Linked DNA regions of Zea mays: region 1 is linked to region 2. A link is a contact called in public Hi-C data. All regions are on one chromosome and are shown on one strand. The core of a region is the stretch at or near the end of the contact, and the rest is flanking DNA. Distances in the headings are between cores, read along the strand shown.

The links. A called contact is a pair of places that touch in the nucleus more often than the background predicts.
Region 1: a contact with region 2 is called in a Hi-C map of ear, with 2.1 times the contacts expected there. The contact joins the enhancer-like site here to the promoter of LOC100283083 in region 2. A contact is called at or near these places in 3 of 25 Hi-C or Micro-C datasets (ear, leaf and tassel).

Annotation. Positions count from the first base shown.
Region 1 is chr9:34,093,899-34,099,547 of Zm-B73-REFERENCE-NAM-5.0, forward strand. No RefSeq gene overlaps it. Among protein-coding and RNA genes, the nearest start is that of LOC103638228, 61 kb to the right of the region's middle. Within about 2 kb of position 3,918, at least 5 of the 20 cell types and tissues checked have an H3K27ac peak or open chromatin away from gene starts, as enhancers often do. A contact at or near this core is called in ear, where this site is marked.
Region 2 is chr9:33,998,879-34,004,893 of Zm-B73-REFERENCE-NAM-5.0, forward strand. LOC100283083 (zinc finger protein CONSTANS-LIKE 16) reads left to right here and starts at 2,029. Exons shown (of 2, transcript NM_001155985.2): 1 at 2,029-3,279; 2 at 3,402-3,991. The coding sequence starts at 2,173. The coding sequence ends at 3,665.

The DNA.
Region 1 (5,649 bases), core at 2,668-5,167, 97 kb after region 2:
CAACTAATCATAAGCATACAATTATATCAAAAACACTTAAGTGAAAACCACTTAAGCAAACCATTTATAAATCATCGGATCACGATTTATTCTCCATCTTTAAGTTCAGTTATCATGTGAGGGTCTAGGTTGCTCTTAACCGTGAGCACGACTAACATATCAGTTTTACACTCTGTAGAGGTGGTACAACTTTACCCACAAACCATGTATCCCATCTAGCCTGGGTTGTACGGACCCGTAAACACTGTCGAGGTGAATGGTTAGGGATCCATTATGAGGCTTTCACAAAATATCCTTAGTAAAAAGCCACCCGCTAAGGTTTCCTCGTCAATATTGATGGCCCTCTAGGCGAGGTAACTTAGCCAAGACTACCACCCCATGTTAACATAAGCTGCCACCAAACCACTGTCGCCCCCTCTTGCCCATCTTTCAGGTAGGGTTGCTAAGCACTAAGTCTATAAAGCTATTTACTAAAGTCAGAGCCATGACAGCACTCATGGTTGCACTGTTATCCTATGTGGTCACTCCATGTTCCATTTAATACGAAATGATCTTGTTTAACCATCGTGTTAACATCATAATACAAATTTAATTTCCGGAACAATAGTATCATTAAAGAGTGATAACATAATTATCAAGTTGAGCAGTAGCCCAAATTGCTAGGCATAGTATTTATCCTAGGGTAATCAAGGAATAGGGTTGGTATTTCTAGGAAATCCTATTTAGTCAAATCCCATCAAATTTATGCAAATATCCAAAAGTAAACATTATTAGATGCATTATTTGTGTACAAACAAAGATGCAGAGGGATAATCCACTTGCCTTGCTAAAAGGTGTCATGTGGATCGTCTTCAAACATATTTTGGTCTTCTACCACGAAATCAGCTTCTAATATAGATTCACATATCGTACATACAAAAGAAAACATTCACCAAATAAATATACATACACCGTTACATGAATAACATACACCATTACATGAATAAACATAAACCATACAAACCATTGTAATAGTGCCTAGAATAAAATAGATTCATATTCATTTTATTAGTCCACACGTATTGACATCTATAAACTATAACTCTACTTTGGATTGTCACTAGTAAAAGTTATATGGACATTCGACTATGAAAGTATTTTACATAACATAGCTTAGATGTAATGATTTAACCAATTCTACAGAAATAAATTAATTATTAATTAATTATTTCTACTATGAACATGGGTCTCATTTTTAGTTTTATCCTTTCTTTCTAAAAGAAAATGTCATTATAATAATCAGAGGTCAAATCAGTTTAATAATAATTAAACCCTGATTAGCCAACAATATTTGAATTATTATGAACACGGGCACTACTTATCGCTTCAATGTTAATAAAGCTTTTAATATTTATTTAGTTGGTCTAAATGAACCTATGATTATAAACTTCTAGACTAATTCTAAAATTCATCATAAACAAAGTTTACTGTGAAATTACTTATCTAGTGTTTTCATCACTAAAACGTGGTCTACCAAATCCTGTCATTTTTCTTTCTAAACACAAATTCCAAAATAACTGTAAACAATTAACATATACCTTACAACTGATAATAATATACTAGTTCATCGCATACATTTAAAATTAATCGTTTACATACACATCACATTATACACAATGTAAAACAAATAGTTACATAAAACATGATTTTGAAAGTTTAAATAAAATTCGAGTTGTCTTCAACCTCTGGTTCTTGCGTTCGGGCATTTCGTCAATGAACGAAGGGAGAGGAGGAACGACGTCGAGCAGGGAGTGGCCGACGGTGAGGCACGGGGGCTAGGGCACGGCGTGGCATGGACGGTGACGGAGTGATGTGGCGCGGCCAGGACAGGGGCACAGGCACGGTCGACGGCGAGCTCCGATGATGGCGATGTCGGGCTCCGGCGGCGGTGTTAAGCGAGGGAGAGAGGAGAGGGCTTAGGTGAGGGAGAAGGCAAGCTCGGTGGCAAGGGAGGCCGATTCCAAGGGCTCGGGGTCAAGTTTGATAGGGAGAAGGAGGAGGGAGGGCGTGGGGGGAGAGGGAGAGATGGCAGTCGGCGCCGTTACCGCCATTAATGACGCGACCAAGGTGGAGAAGGAGTGGGGAAGGGGAAGAGGAGAGGGTGGTTGTTACGGGGAGGCGTGGCAACGCTGAGGAGGTCGAGCGGCACGACGGCGGCACGGGGCAGGTGAGGCGGCTTGGGGAGGCCGAGCGGCATGGCGGCAGCGCGTTCGCCCGTGCGCTCTGGCGCGCCCACGTGAGGAAGAGGGCCGGGGCGAGCCCGCTTGGAAATGAGAGAGAGGAGGGGAAAGGGGCAGGTGGCTGGTGGGTTGGGCCTCGACTGGGCCGAATTCGGCCTGGCCGAGCGTTATGTAACACCCCTGGTGTTTACCTCCTATTAAACTGTGCTTATGGACTCAAGCACGAGATATCGGCAATAATAACGATCTCTATGTTCTAATATTCATCCTTTATAATTTCGATATCATTTTCATCTCTGCCTATCCGGTCTGTTCTAAATGTTTCACGAAGTTAGAAACATATTTGTTCCGTGAATTAACGACTCTTGTGCCTAATTAAAATCTATCGAATAAATGGATACGAATTCGGAAGCTCAACCCACTATGTGATTTTGTCCTGGGCAAATTAAATAGAACTCGACGACTAAGGTTTTCGGTGCAAAATAATTTTGTCCCCACTCGTCAGCCGAGAAATCGTGTCCGAGGATTTATAGTTGAGCTTCGATTCTCTGGTAAATTATCTATGGCTGTGGAATCAGGTGTTCAGACGCGGATGAAATTATTTTGGTTCATCCTGTTTGCATCTCGTTTAGACCCAAATCCTAGAACCCGAATTTATCTTTGTCTTAAAAAATGAGAGAGGGAAGAAATAAAAAAAGGAAAATCCAAAAAAATCTGCCGCTGCCCCTCATTCCACTGATATTTCCTACTGCTCTCTCTCTCACACGCGGTTGGTTTCCAGCTCGCCAAGTTTATCTTCCTCCCTGCGCTCGTCCTGGCAGCCGCGCCCTGCTCGCCCTCCAGCGTCGTGCCCTGCTCCCTGGTGCCACGAGCTCACCGGCGTTCCTCCCGCTCCCTGCTCGCCGGTGCTCCTCCCTGCGCGCAGCCGAGCTCGCCCTCCGGCCAACTTCGCCGGTCGAGTTCCTCTGCCCTCTCCCACGGCCGCCGTCGATTCTCCCTGGCCGGCACGCGGACCGCGACACTGCTCCTGTTTGCCATGGCTGCCGCGCCCTCCCAGCCGTGGAGCTTCCGCGTGCGCGAGCTTCTCTGTTGGCCATCGCTGCTCCCTGGCAGGCTCGCCCGTCCGCGCTCTGCCCAATCCCCAGCTCGGCCGCCCATTTCCCCGAGCTCGCCCCTGCGCTCGGATTTTCCCTCTCGGCCATGGTGCTCTCCTCAGCCGCGACTTGCCAAGTTCCGCCCTTCTCCTCTCTCCCTGCTCACCCAGGTTAGATGGGGATCCACCTGGTGGCGTTCGTGGTAGCGGGGGCTTCCTGTAGGTGTTTCAAGTGTCGGCGCTGCTGATTGGAACCATTGCCCGTCGGTCCAGTGAGTCGTCGTCGATGGGGATCCCCTGCGTGTTTCCCTCAAAGATCACCGCTGCCTCCTCGTCATTCTCCTGTTCATGGCGGACACTCGGACCTGGCTCCCACGCGCGCTCCTCCCCTATTCTACTCCATGGCCGATAGCCCCTGTTCCTCCCCTAGCCGAAGGCCTCAGCCGTCGTCCTTGTTGACCACATCGGACGTCGTGGTTGACCGCCCTGTACCAGTTCACCATGACCACGACCTCGCCTTGGCTCCCTGCTATGCTCGCCCGGCCCGACCCCAAGCGCCAGCACGCGTCCATGGTCGCGTCCGTCGAGTTTGCCAAAGCTCTGTTATGAGTGCCGAACTATACCTATAAAGCCTCGCCGGTGAAGTCCACCGCCATCCTCTGGTCTCAGCTCGTCCCAACACTCGTGCTTGCCCTTGGCTCGCGTTGGCGTTCGCGCTTTCTTGTCATCACTGCGGCGCGCTCGCTCCTCGTCCATCGGACTTCGGCGTGCTCGCGTTTGCCGTTGAGTTGTCAAACCCCGTCCTTCCTTGCTCGACTCCCAAGCCAAATCCCTGATCCGCGTCCGCAGCGCTCGCTTCTCGGATCCTCGTCGCTGCGCCATTATTTTCGTCAAATAGAATTGTCGTGCCGATACGTCGATGTCGTCATTTGCCTCCGCACTGCTACTGGTCGGCGATCTTGTTGTCGTCGTGTTCGCTTCGACTCTACCTCTACGTGCTCGCCTTTGATCACCACTGCAATTTTAGAAGTTTGAGTGAAGAAGTGGAACTTGTGGGGCGCTTGCCAGGAACTCGATAGGAGGCATGAACAAGGATCAGCAACGTTTGCTTGAAATTCTAATTGAATCGGTAACCGTTCTCTAGTTCGCTATTTTTTTATTAATTGATTGAGTCGATGGATTGAATAGTATATTAATCGTAATAATCCTCGTGTTTAGCGCAGGCGCGTTGTGGTAATGTTAAATATATGTGAAGTACGATGGAGTTAGTAATGCGAAAGGTAGATTAATTTATGTGATATTCGGGCGGGCTGATGACGTAAAAGATAGGTTTAGTATTTCTATCGGCTAGTTAATAGATTTTCTAGTGTTATTATGTCGATTTGGTTAATTGATGTAGTCGATGCCCTGCTTAATTAGTTAGCTTATTCTAGGTTTCGTGTTTAGTTCGATGTCATGAGAGATGTGCAAATTACCTCGAGTAATTAACAGTGAATGACATCGACCTATTTAATTAGTGTGGAATTCAAGATAATTGAAAAATGTGATTTAAAAGGGTAATTAGATTGTTTATATGCTGATTTTAAGACTTCGGCTTTCAATAATGGTGAGTCTAACTTTATTAGACTTCTGATGACAAATTGTAACTAAGGAGGATAGTGTGTGTTTATAATTTATTCTTACTTGATAATAGAATTAGATATAATTAAACAGGAGAAACGCGAGTGGTGTAGTTAGTATGTACAGTTCATTATTTTGTGATTATTGCGCTTAGTCATATGTCGATAACTAGTGTTTCCGTATGAAATGGTACAACGTCTCGTCGATAGGTGTTTAATTCGCTGTCGTGTAGCATTATTTAGGTTTGTGATATTCCTGTTTATATGCATTCATGTGCATTATGCAAATCATTTAGGTACGTTTATTGACTACGTGATATGGAGGACCGAAGTTGAGTCGGCAACAAGATGTCGCTGTGCGTGAGCTTCTCCACAAGATGATGCTGATGGACGAACCTAAAGACGGATAATTTGAACGAGTACCAAGACAAAGGATGGTCGTCAAGTGGTCTCCACCTAACAAACACTAACGTAGTGTTTATTCCAGGCAAGCCCCAGTGCATTTGCCACCTCCTTGCTGTTTTAAAATCTTTATCACCTTATATGATGCATTAGGTGATAGGAGTTGTGTGCTAAACAGTTGATACATTTCCTTCCTTGGAAAATTGATTATCCTTCCTTGATACCCTTTTATGAAAATGATTTTTTGATGCTTAGCCTTGCTTAGAAAAATAAAATGTTTTGTTTTAAAACAAAAGGTGATGCTTCACAGTGGATG
Region 2 (6,015 bases), core at 779-3,278:
GAAGAGGGACCGGGGTAGAAGATGGGACAGTGTCGGGCCAGCGATGGCGGCGGCGCGACGGCGGTAGGTGCGGCCGACGACGCGACGGCGAGCGAGAGTGAGTGAGTGTGGGCGCCGTAACAGCTATTAAAACATTCTTTGTCGAGTGCCCGCAATCGGGCATTCGGCAAAGATTTTTTTTAATATTAAAAAATTCTTTGTCGAATGCCAGATCACACGCACTCGGCAAAGAGCGTTGTGCCAAGTTCCCACTGACAAGCACTCGACACAGATTATTTTAATATTTTTTAAAAATTTTTGCCGAGTGTCGGGCCGGACGACACTCGGCAAACCATACTTTGCCGAGTGACTTACGTGGACACTCGGCAAAGGTTATTTACATTTTTTCCAACCAAACTTTTGTGATTTGTTCCTACATTGTGTAGACTTATATGTTTCATTTTTGGCACAATTATAAAATGGTTTGCTATAGCTATTAGATTTTGTTCGTTTAATTGATTTTCATCTGATAATTCATATTTGAACTGCAAGTCACTCAAAAAATGGAAACCGTTAATGCAAAAATGATATTCATGTTATTTAACACAAGTTATGACCGATTTCAGGAGTAGACCGGAATTTTCGAGCACCATGCTCATGAAACATGACCGTGAACTTGTCATCAAGTTGTTTAAACATTGAATAAACACAAACAAAGTCAAAAAATCATGAAACTTGTCCACATGTCATAATATCATATGTAGAGGTTGTGATAAAAATTTGAGAATATTTCTAGAAAGTTGTAACGCACTATGTGTAGAAACCTAACTAGCGTAACATGAAATCATAGAGTTTCAATGTGGACCGGCTAGGTTTCTACACATAGTGCGTCACAACTTTCTTGAAATATTCTCAAATTTTTATCACAGCCTATCTACATATGATATCATGACATGTGGACAAGCTTCATGATTTTCTAACTTTGTTTGTGTTTTATACAGTTTTTAAACAATTGGATGACAAGTTCACCGTCATGTTTAGTGAGCATAGTGATCGAAGATTCTAGTATGTTCCTGAAATCGATCGTAACTTGTGCTAAATAACATGAATATCATTTTTGCATGCACGATTTTTCATGTTTCGAGTGACTTGCAATTCAAATCTAAATTTTTCGAAGAAATTCAATTAAACGAACTAAATCTAATAGCTATAGCAAACACTTTTATAATTGTGCAAAAATGGAACATATAGGTCTACATAGTGTAGAAACATACCACAAAAATTTTGGTTGGGAAAAGAAAAAAATAAAAATATACTTTGCCGAGTGTCCAATAATGACACTCGGCAAAGTAGCTTCTTTGCTGAGTGCCAAAGGTAACGACCGTCAGCTATAGACGACTGCTAACGTCCCTTTACCGAGCGTTGACTTTTATCAAGTGTTTAGCACTCAGCAAAGCTGTCTTTGCTGAGTGTCTTCCTGTGCCGAGAGTCCTGCTCTCGGTAAACGTAGTCGTTATCGAGAGTGGAACTTTACCGAATGTGGCATCTGGCAAAGAGCCGAATTCCAGTAATACATCATCCTATTCCTTATCCACCGTCAACGTTTTCTTTCACGTTGTCATGGTTACGGTCGACACCTCCCTTCCGCATAATGCATGGTAGCCTTAGCCAGAGCTAGCATATAGTAATAACCTAGTGATAACTTGAGCTACGAAGACCAAGAAAGACTTTTCTCGCCTTGCCCTAGCGGTCCCCTGCCACTGCCAGCAACCGTGAGAGCGATGTGGAAAGGGCTCTAGCCTGTAGGCCGTGCGTAGCTGAAGGTGGTGGCCCCACTGGAAATCCCGTCGGAGCCAATCACAAGCGCCTGCCCCGCATCCTGCGCTACCCTTCGACCAATCACGTTGCAGATAAGACCCGCAGGTAGTGGTGCCCTTGCGCGACACCAAAAGTGCAAGCAAAGTGCAGCCGGCGGGGCCCAGAAAGCGCGCAAGATGGGCCCATCTTCTCCTTCGGTTCTATAAAACCGAGCACCGCGATATTTTCAGCACATTTTTTCCCTAACATCTACAGTACATACAAAAACTCAGAGTGTACGTCGGCACATGTGGATACTATAGGTCCCATCCTACTACATTCAGCGTAGAAGAAGCCATCACTGAGTAGCACGCCGGCACACCGCTTTGAAGGGAAATGATTGCCACGACCACGACCGGCAGCTCGGCGAAGGCGGCGGCGGTGGGTGGCAAGGAGGCGCGCGCCTGTGACGCGTGCCTGCGCCGGCGGGCCAGGTGGTACTGCGCAGCGGACGACGCGTTCCTGTGCCAAGTCTGCGACACGTCGGTGCACTCCGCGAACTCGCTCGCGCGGCGTCACGAGAGGCTGCGTCTGCGCCCCACGTCTCCGCTGCAGACGCCGCCGCCTCCCACGCCGGCGTCAGCGAATCGCGAGAGCCACGACGAGGTGGTGCCGGCGTGGTTCAAGCGCAAGGCGCGCACCCCGCGCGGTGGGCGCGCCAAAAGCGATGTGCGGACGTTGTCGCGGCGCCTCGTTGTGCCCCATGCGGCGGGCGGGGACTCGCCAGATGGTCGGAACGACGAGGGGGAGTTCGAGGCCGAGGAGCCGGAGGAGGAGGTGCTTTACCGCGTGCCTGTCTTTGACCCTGCCCTGGCAGAGTTCTGCTCGCCCCAGCCTCTTGAGGACGCGGCCGCTCTCGCGTCGTCCTGCAACGAAGACGGCGCCGTCGAGGACCCGGCGAAGACAGATCGAGAGACACCTGCAGCGGCGCCGCTGGTGCAGTTTTTCCCCGACGGAGGTCATGCCAACTTCGGGCCGACCGACGCCGAGCTCAGGGAGTTCGCCGCGGACATGGAGGCCTTGCTCGGGTACGGCCTGGACGACGGCAACGAGGAGAGCTCGTCGTTCTGCATGGAGACGCTGGGCCTCCTGGAACCGGTGGAAGTGGGTGAAGACGCGTCGCGAGTCAAGGTGGAGACTGACGCCGGCAGTGCCTGCGAAGCCAGTGGCACGCTGGCGTGCGCCCTCGAGCTGCTGGACCCAGATGCATCTGACGAGATGCTGGACATCGACTTCAACTACGGCTCGCCTCAGGACACGACGACGACCGAGAATGCCGCGAGCAGCAGCCACACGGGAACCGACGGCCAGTTCTTGCAGACGAGCCTCTCGCTCACCCTCAACTACGAGGCCATCATCCAGAGCTGGGGGAGCTCGCCGTGGACCGGCGGCGCCGAACGACCACATGTCAAGCTCGACGACAGCTGGCCCCACGACTGCACGGTACGTTCAATTCCCGGGCCCCGCCACATCATCGAGATCCCTGACTTTTTGAGTGCATGCACGGCTTCGCTCGATCGGAGTGATTGTGTTAACGTCGAATTCAATTCTTGTTCTAAATACAGAACATGTGGGTTGTGGGACGAGGAATGGTCGGCCACGGCGGTGAGGACTTGCTGGGCACGCCGAGGCTGGGGCAGGGCATGGACGACGTTGGCCGGGAGGCCCGAGTGTCGCGGTACCGGGAGAAGCGCAGGACGCGGCTCTTCTCCAAGAAGATCCGGTACGAGGTGCGCAAGCTCAACGCCGAGAAGCGGCCACGGATGAAGGGCCGCTTCGTCAAGCGCGCCACCGCCGGTGGCAGTCTCACCATCGCTGGCCTCGCTTAGTGCCGCCGGCATTCTGCATGCTTGGTTGTGCCTGCGTGGCTGCATATATATATATACTGGAGGTGCGACAGCGCGCCGTCGGCTCCGGCGCCTCTCGAGTCTCGTCCGTCGTCATGAAACCATGACAAGAACAAACAACTCGTCGAAGTTGCTCTTTAGCTAATTCAATTCAACTCAAATAAAATAAAAATGACTATTCTTTCATCGGATCCGTTCGACAATTTAAACATTTTATAAGCTGCTGCCTTAGAGTGGCACTTGCTTTATTTGCTTGTGACGATGGTCGAGTAATTTTCTTTATAATAGAGCGCGGAGGGAATATTGGTTCCGAACTATTGATCACTATTTGTAGGTGGCACCGGATGGTCCAGCCCGCTGACGTTTGGCTATATGTACATATCTTCTCGCGTGTCTATCTCTCTAATCTCGCAGAAGCTGTTGGAGGACGTCTAGGAATAAGTCTAGACTCCTCGTTATATAGTTGAAGGGGTATGATCAATTAAACAACCAACAATCAATTAAACAATCAAATTATCTTTTGTTCTTTACATTTTGCACTAGGAGTAGACAGTAACATAGTTTCCTCTCTCTAATATTTACCTCTCTTCGACTCTATGTCGCTTAGAGGCGTTTTGGGTGGCCTGCCGACCTAAGACAAACCCTTAAATATGTTGGCGAACTGCGCACGCGCGGACCGTCCGGCAACCAGACGTGGACGGTTCGACTCGTCAAGTAGAAACCCTAGCCTCTGCGCCATGTCATGGATCGTCCGGCCCTCGGCTGCGGACCGTTCGCGCTTCAATAGAGAGCACCGCCGCCGGTAGTCATCGCAATAATTGGTGCCCAGATCAGTGCCAACACACTTTTTGGCGACTCCGCTGGGGAACTCGCATAAAGATCTATCAGATCAGTCCTCAATGGCCCATTCAAAGATAGCTCTGACGTCTCTCCCAGCAACATCATTGAGCCGACCTGGGAAACTCTACCAGTTGAATATCATCAGGAGTTTGAGGAGCACAAGGACTAGCTGATCAAGGAAGCACAGGAAAAATTCCTAGCCATCTTCAAAGTGGGCTGGAATCACAAGGTCGTCCGGTAGCGGGCGACTGATCTCGCTTTCTGTCCGACCTGCTATGACTACCCCAAGGTAAGCGAGACAAACGAAATCCAATCTCTTAGAGCTTACATATAGATGAGCAGTTAGATCAAATGCAACAAATCATAGGGGGTATGCAAAAGAGGCTAGTGCGCACGAGGTTGATCTGGGAAAACACATGTGATTCATAGGCTACAGATTGGCATGGCCAATCACAATCCCTTTACGGGATGCCAATAGACACATACCCTAGACAACCACATCATCCTACGCAAATCGGAGGTAAACCCACCGATCTACGCACAACCGGACCATTCACGCGTGATCGCGGACCGTCCGGGCCAACGGTTGTCGGTCCCGTTTTTAGAACTGAATTACCGAGACCCGCGCCCGAGCCACCACGTTCTAAGCAAACCCTAAATAAACAATTCAGACCGTTCGCGCATAGTAGCCGGACAGTCCACGCACACAGCCGGACGGACCGCATATCTAACCGAACGGTCCGGTGCAGAATACACAGAACCCAATGATGATGATTATTATCCGAATACACATCCATCCTAGCTAAACCTTCTGTGACATCCTACAACGCCCCAACACCGTAATATAATGTCCAGATACGTGGGGGCGAATATTTTCTGGCCCCTCCCAAAATGTCGGAAAGGAATGACCAGTCATACGAGCCACATAGTGATGTGACCATACCAGCATCGTCAACCTTGCCGAACATTCCTACTGGACCTATCACTCGAAGCCGAGCGAAACAGATACAACAAGAGGTGCACACGCTACTTTACGAATTTAAATTAAACACTAATGATAACTTTATGCTACCTAAGTCGTGTATGTTGATTTTGCTTAGGTTCACCAAAGAGGAAGGACAAAACATATCAAGGCGAATCAGAGAGAAGAACTATGTTCGAGTCAGTCGAGCGTGACAGAAGCGTCCAGAAGAAACAGTCATATCTTTTGATTCCCAAGAGCTATGAAGGCCCATAAGTACATTTTGGAAAGATATTGAAGTCTAGTTTCCAATGCTTCTAAGGCCTACTTAATCAGATCTCCCAGCAAGGCAGCCGACCTACTTTAGTGCTGACTGGTCAGAAGGTCAACAGACTGCTTGATGACCAAGTTTCAGCATTAAACTGCATCATTCTACGAAGTTTCATTCAGCATGATATACATGGTGTGAAAGCTTATCAAGTTAGCTTTCCAACACATCCAGCCCCATGCCATTTGGAGATTCCTAGGAGA